Regions from separate parts of the Ovis aries genome. Here region 1 is linked to region 2. A link is a contact called in public Hi-C data. All regions are on one chromosome and are shown on one strand. Each heading gives the region's core, a stretch centred on a gene start, on an enhancer-like site or on the middle of the called end of the contact. The rest is flanking DNA. Distances are from core to core; before and after follow the strand shown. Region 1 overlaps DYRK1A (dual specificity tyrosine phosphorylation regulated kinase 1A). Region 2 holds the start of LOC121818734 (basic proline-rich protein-like).

Region 1 (3,509 bases), core at 663-3,162, 80 kb after region 2:
ACCAGCAAGACCTTGATGTAGTTTTAGGTAATTTTTTCTCTCATCTTTCCTTTTCTCATCCCCTCATGATACTGCTGAATTACTGCTAATGACACCCCCCCCCCCCCATGTTGGGCGATTGTTCCTCAGCGTCCTTTATGTGTGACAGTTCTTGGGTGCAGACAACAGAAACTCAGGCTCGGCAAATCTAGGCAAGACAATGAATTTCATGGAAGGCTGTAAGTCTGTTCACCAAAGTGTTTGGGAAGCTGGGGTCTGTGTTGGAAAAATAAGTAGGAATCAAGTGGCTGGCAGCGGAGGACACAGTCTGATCAGGCCACAGTCTGGTTTGGTTAGGATGGCATTCCTGGCACCTCCCAGTCTGTCCCCTCCCCACTGGCAGTGCCGTCACAGTCCCTGCGCCTCCAGGAGGGACCGTTCAAACTGGGGTCCCTAGCAGAACCCCAGTTAACAGGGAATGAGGAGGGGCCAAGTTCTGTTGCTGTTCGACTTTTATGGTAGGAGCGTGGGTTTCTTTGTCTTCTGTGAGTCCCGCAGACTGTGGTGGGTGTCCAGAGACCAAGTGACCAGAAAGCGACAGACGCTTATGTCAGGGCCTTCTTATCAGGAGAAGATGGCCTGTCCTGGGGTTTCAGACAGGAGATTGTTCCAGGCTTGATTTTGCCTCTGACCTTTCTGGACAAGTCGGTACAACTCTGGGTTGCAGGTGGCCCCTCTGTAAACTGAGGTTGGGAGCTTGATGTCTGTTAATGTTCGTTCATCCACTCGCTCACTGAGTGGCATACTTACTGAGTGCCTTTGTGCTGGCGTGAACGAGGTGAGTGAGAGAGACAGTCTGGCCTCGTGGTCCAGCGATGCGCACAGGAGTAGTTCTGATGCAGTGAAGAGTGGGAGGACGGCTCATGAGGAGCCCCTCGTCCACCCTGGAGGGCTGTGGGCAGGGGGTTCCTGGGTCTCTTAGCTTCCTGCACTCATTCACTTATTAAGTGTCTTCTGTAAACCTTGGCATTGTCGTGTTTATGAGAATCTGTGAACAGAAAAGACCAGTACTCCCTCAAGGGTGCTGATTGTAAGGACCCGTTGGTGCTCCTGCATGGACCATGCTTGCAGTGCCCATAGCAGAGTAGAGAACTGGTGTGGCTCGCTGCAAGGCTCTGGGGACATTCCTAAGAGCAGGTGACGTGAGACCGGGGTTTGAAGGCTGAGTTCAAGATTTCAAGTGGAAGTCGTCCAGTCGTGTCCGCTTCTTTGCAACCCCAATTCTCTAGGCCAGAATACTGGAGTGGGTTGCCATTCCCTTCTCCAGGGGACCTTCCCAACCCAGGGATCGAACCCAGGTCTCCTGCACTGCAGGCAGATTCTTTACCAGCGGAGCCACCAGGGAACCCCTCAAGAGTTCCTCAAGAAGCAGGAAAGAGGAGAAAAGAGAGAACTCCAGACAGAGGGCCCACTCCTGCTCAGACACTGTTGGTACAACTCAGAGGAAGGATGTGTAGTGGGAGGGTCGGAGGGAGGAGGTGGTGGGAGATAGGATGAGAGACCTGGGCGCTCTGATGTCTCAAGGTGTTGATCTTGGACCTTTTTTAAGGAAGTGATTTGACAGCAGTGATGAGAAGGTGCAGGTACTCCTGTAGGATCCCCCTTCCCCCCAGCACTTGCTGAGGAAATAAGATCTTAACAAAGAGTAAAGCAATAAGCATGAGTTTGTGAGACATTCCTGAGGCTAGAGTTCTAGAATGTAGTTGGATTGTGTGTGCATAGGCAGAAATGAGAGGTGGAAATGGGAGCGTGAGGCCTCTGGTCTCCAGCTTGAGTAGATGGATGCGGGCGCACAGCCTGCGGGGCGGGGTCGCACTTGGCAGCCCAGTCTGCTCCAGCCTGGGCAGACATAGTGCGCCTTCTGACTGGGTTCTGGCTGCCAGTGCTTTCTGTGCTGTGTGACTACTGATGTGCGCCCCACGCGGCTGCTGCCACTCTGCTGTGGGCTGGGGGGAAACGCGGCTGCCTTTCCTCTGGTGTGAGGGATGGAAAGTGGAGAGCAGACACAGCTCCCTGCCACATCCAGTTTCATTTCCTTGTCTCATTTCCTTCAGAACACGAATCTGACATTTCTTCTGATATTACGGGGTTCACTTACTGTCTGAGGACTGCTGCCTTCCCCGCACCAGCAATCAGATGCAGACTCTAGGAAGACAGAGACTTTGCCCTTTGTTTTCATGTTTATGTCCTTAATGCCGAGGACTTTATCTAGAACAGTGCTGTCCAGTAGTATAAGCCTGTCGTGTAATTTAAGTTTCTAGGAGTCACCATCTAAAAAAATAGAAAAAAGAAACATTAATGTAAAGCTTGGTAAAATGTTTTATTTTACCAAATACATCTGAAAAATATTATGTTAAGGTTAAAAATTATTCAGATAGTTTACATTCTATTATTCTGTGCTCCATCCTTGAAATCTTGTATCTTATACATTTACAGCCCATCTTGGTTCCCCCCAGCTGCATTTCAGGCCCTGACTAGCCGTCTGTGACTAGCGGCTGCCGTGTTGGACAGCTTAGCTGTAGAGCATAGTAGGGGCTCAGTAAATATTCGTTGACTGAAAGAGTTAGAAGATAGATTGATCATGAAGAGGGAGTGAAGAATCCAGGAAGGGTTTTAACAGTGAGGAAATAGAGCCTGTTTATATGCTGGACAGAACTGGAAGGGAGCGGTGGTTGATGGTAGGAGAGAGAGGGGCTCTTCGATGGAGGCAGTTCCCCGGAGGACTGCCCGAGGGTGGTTGGAGATGGGCTCTCAGCAGCCCCTGGAGGAAGGAGGAGGGAAGGGCTGTTATTTTAAGCTCCTCTGAAGAGGTGTGTTCTTCAGTGATATTGTAAGAAACCCAGATCCACTTAGTTTAGCATAAACTTCTAATTGTGTTGCAACTGTTCCTTCCTCTCATTTTAGGCATTAGATTGTTGAGAGTTACTTAACCTTAAGAGTGGTTTCCCTAAAGACATAAAAGGAGAAAGAATCGAATCATCAGACTAATAAAATGCTGTTTGCCAAGTAGTTTTGTCGTTTAGTTGTTCAGTCGTGTTCAACTCTCTGTGACCCTGGAACGGTAGCCCGCCAGGCTCCTGTATCCCTGGGGTTTTCCCGGCAAGAATATGGGAGTGGGTCGCCATTTTCCTTCTCCAGAGGCATGTCAAGTATACCTCAATTAAAAATTATTTTTAATTAAAGAAGGAAAGGAAAAGGAAAAGATCTTTATAGGTGGGAAGTGGTGTTATTGGCATGTATCAACATTTTTACTTTGGTGTGTCATTCAACTAAAAAAAGAAATGTTTACTGTGTTAAAATTAAATCTAGTTTTTTAGCATTGTGATTATATTTGAAGTTGAAAACACTTTTTGTACTGTACATGTCTGAATGTAAAATAATTTTCCCAAACATATTTTTCAGCCCTTACACATTTGAGTCCTTCAGCAGCCTTTTACACTGTCTCCTCTGCTGTGGCACATGCTGAAGAC
Region 2 (3,206 bases), core at 384-2,883:
GCCCGGCTTCCCCCCCTGCGGCCTGCAGCCGGGGCCCGCGCCGAGGCCGGTCGGGCGGAGGGAGGGACCTGCCATTTTAGGAGGAGGCGCCGCGGCCCGAGGCCGGCCGGCCGGCCGCCCGCCCGGGGTCGGGGCGGGGGGGAAAGGGAGGGCGGGCGGGAGGGCGCCCGACAGGCCCCGGTCCCGGAGGAGAGGCGGGCACGAGCGGAGGGAAAGTTGCGGAGGGCTGGGGGTGCCGGGGCCGCGGCCTCCCGGGAGCCGGGGCCTGGGGGCCGGGAGAAAGCGCCAGACCTTTTGCCTGGTCGCCCGAGCGCAGGGGAGGAGGGTGTCTTCCTCCTCCTCCTCTTCCTCCTCATCCTCTTCCCCCAGCTCCTCCCTCGTCCCTCCTCTCGGTCCCCACCAGTGTGGGAACAGCGGCCACGGTCCTCCGCAAGGACAATGCCACGGGTTACAGGGGAGACGGGCTGCCCCCGGCCGCCGGGCGAGGCGCAGGGGAAGGTCGGGGAGCCGGGTCCCCCCCGCGCGGCTCTCCGGGCTGCGTGCTCGCGGAGCCCGGGCCCTCGGCCTGCTCGGAAGTTGTGCGCGTGAGAGCCCGGCCGCTCGACGTCGGAGGGCTGGTGACCCGCTTAGCACAGCCCTCGGAGGGTGCCAGAGGGCCGCGGATGCGTAAATTAATAATCGAGACCTGGGTGTAGGCAACAAAACTCGTTGGAGTCTTATTCATAGACTTAGATCCGCCGGGGCTGGCTGAAGAAGCTTCACGCTGGGCGGAAAGGCCTCCCCCCGGCCCCCTTCCCTGGTCTGAAATAGTTAAAAATGGGGCAGAATTAGTGAGTGATTCCGACGACTTAGGCTGAGTCTGTCGTCCAAAACCCCTGGATGATGTGAATCTTGGTAATCTAGGTGCAGTACTTGAGCGCCAGCGCCATTTGTTAGTTGAATTCGGCCCAGGTTGTCAGGAAATACACCCTTTATAACATTGTTTTCGCTCTCGAGTTAAAAGATTAGGACCGTGTATTAATAACTCTCTTAACCTCCAGGTAGAAACTGTTACCCATTTCACAGATGAGGAGACTGAGCGGTGACTCGTCCAAGGTCACACAGCTGGGACTCCTGAAGCCGGGAGTCCAGCCAGCCGGGGCTCTTAATCTCGAACTTACAACTCGTTATTAGAAGTACTGGCACATTTTGGAGTTATTTGGTTGTAATGATTTAGGGTTGTATCCACCTATAGTGTTGGCGTGGAATTAACTTTTGTGGTTTGCAGAAGCAGAAAGGAGAGAATGAAGCGAGGCCCTCTTAATGAAACTAATTTGTTAGCTTCCCCCCACCCCCCAACTCTGAAGAAAACTGTGTAGACACTTTTTGAATGGAAGGAATTAAAAAGTAGTCTGTTCTGCTGTTTGGTTCCTCACACTTAATTATAGTCATCACTTAAGTATTGATGAGTCATAAGCAAGTTTTGTGCAAAGTTATTTTTGGTTATTTTTTATCTTTGGATACTTAGATTTTCCCTGGGAGTCCTTACACATTACATATACTAAGTATTTAATAATGGATATACTAATACTTTGATTTGGGGGGCTTTTAAATAATTCAGTGGAGTTACCTTTAGCTTTGTAAATTTCCCACATCTTGATTAGTTACTTTAAGGATAATTTTTTTTTCTGATATAAATATGAGACTAGAACTAAAATTTCATGTGGTAAGATTTTAAACTGAAGAAGATAGTTTAAAGGAAACAGTTATAAAAAAAGTTTACTCAAGTTGTGTTAAGATTTTTAATAGACGTTGGACTTACACTTAAAGTACCCCATTGGTTTTGGAGGATTTGCTTATGGTGGCTGTCCAAATTCATTTAGACTTCAAACCTTGCCAAAATGTTAAGGAGTTCTGTCGGTGTCTACACCAAATTGTAAAACTGAGTACAGAAACTTCTAAGAGGCATAAGCTCAGAAATTAAGTCTCCTAGAAAGAAGAATCTCTTCTCTTTCTGGTGGAGGCTTTGCTTTGAAATCTAAAAAAGATTAAGGGTTTGAGTAGAATTGAGTGAAGTGAATGGTCATTATTGGTAGGGGTGGGAGATAGACTGTGAAATCTAGTGAGATCTTTGTTTTTGTTCAGAATATGGAATTTAGGTTTAAATTTAGGATCTTAAATTTCTTTTAAAGATGTTTTGGTGGGACTTACTGGAAATGTCACACACATACATAACTGTGTCCTAGGGATTCAGACATTTAGTCCAGCCTTTTAAGGTCGCCAACATTCAAAATAAATGAAAATATTCCATTGTAATGCAGTGTCTTGTTTGGGAATGTAGATTAAAAAAAAAAAGGCAAACACAACCTTGGATTAGAATTTTTTCCCCCACTAAAATATTGTCTGATGTCTGCCCCTGAGTTTTATTTATGGGGAGTTTTTGTGTTTATGGTTTAGAGATGTGGGAGTGGGGAGTGGTAAGTGCAGCAGCTGGTATTTAAAGAATTTACATAGGTTTTTATAGCCCCACGATTATCTGTAAAAGCTAAATTGAAGATAACTTGTTATAATGCATGACTGGTGTGACCTTTGGCATACATTTTGTTTTGAAACTATACAAAGAAAGGAGATGCTGATTTATATGGAATCTTGGGTACTACCTGAAAACAAAAACAAGCAAAAGAAATAGCTTAGAAGTTTGGGATACTCAGGGATGTTTTCACGTGTGTGTTTATGGTTGGCAGCTATACAGTCATGGGGAGAAAATTTGAATGGAAATAACTTTATTGTGAGTGAGAAGAGAATTGCCTTATGCATGCTGTTAAAAACTAGCTAAACAGAAGAGGGACTTCATTCGTAACTTTCTTCTTTGTCATAAGGTGTGTGTCAAATTTTCTTTGCTTTAGCATTTGCTTTCTCTTGTTTCAAAGAACTTTCACAATTCTTACACCCACACCCCCACACCCAAGCAGTTTCTCTTTTCATCCGCCTGAGAAAAGACTTTAAACATGTGAACTCAACAGAACCCCCAAACTTCCAGAGTGTTTATGAAGAGATTGACTCTTCTCTCCCCAAAATTCTACTAGTCTTAGAATTTTGTTGTATTCCTATCAGTAATTTAAACTGTGAGCTAAGAATCGCTAGTTCTGTTGAGTTTTTTGGTGGTTTTACCTCCAGATACTTGTGTGTATTTTCTCTTTAGAAGTAAAGATACTTCTTGAAACTAT

The links. A called contact is a pair of places that touch in the nucleus more often than the background predicts.
Region 1: a contact with region 2 is called in a Hi-C map of hypothalamus, with 2.6 times the contacts expected there. The contact joins the enhancer-like site here to the promoter of LOC121818734 in region 2. A contact is called at or near these places in 2 of 16 Hi-C or Micro-C datasets (hypothalamus and skin fibroblasts).

Annotation. Positions count from the first base shown.
Region 1 is chr1:270,252,474-270,255,982 of ARS-UI_Ramb_v3.0, forward strand. All of the region lies in intron 2 of DYRK1A (dual specificity tyrosine phosphorylation regulated kinase 1A), which reads left to right. Among named protein-coding and RNA genes, the nearest start is that of DYRK1A, 83 kb to the left of the region's middle. Within about 2 kb of position 1,913, at least 14 of the 54 cell types and tissues checked have an H3K27ac peak or open chromatin away from gene starts, as enhancers often do. A contact at or near this core is called in hypothalamus, where this site is marked.
Region 2 is chr1:270,172,637-270,175,842 of ARS-UI_Ramb_v3.0, forward strand. LOC121818734 (basic proline-rich protein-like) reads right to left here and starts at 1,634. Exons shown (of 3, transcript XM_042244063.1): 1 at 1,610-1,634; 2 at 466-801; 3 at 1-265. The coding sequence starts at 1,634. The region is part of intron 1 of DYRK1A (dual specificity tyrosine phosphorylation regulated kinase 1A); the gene reads left to right.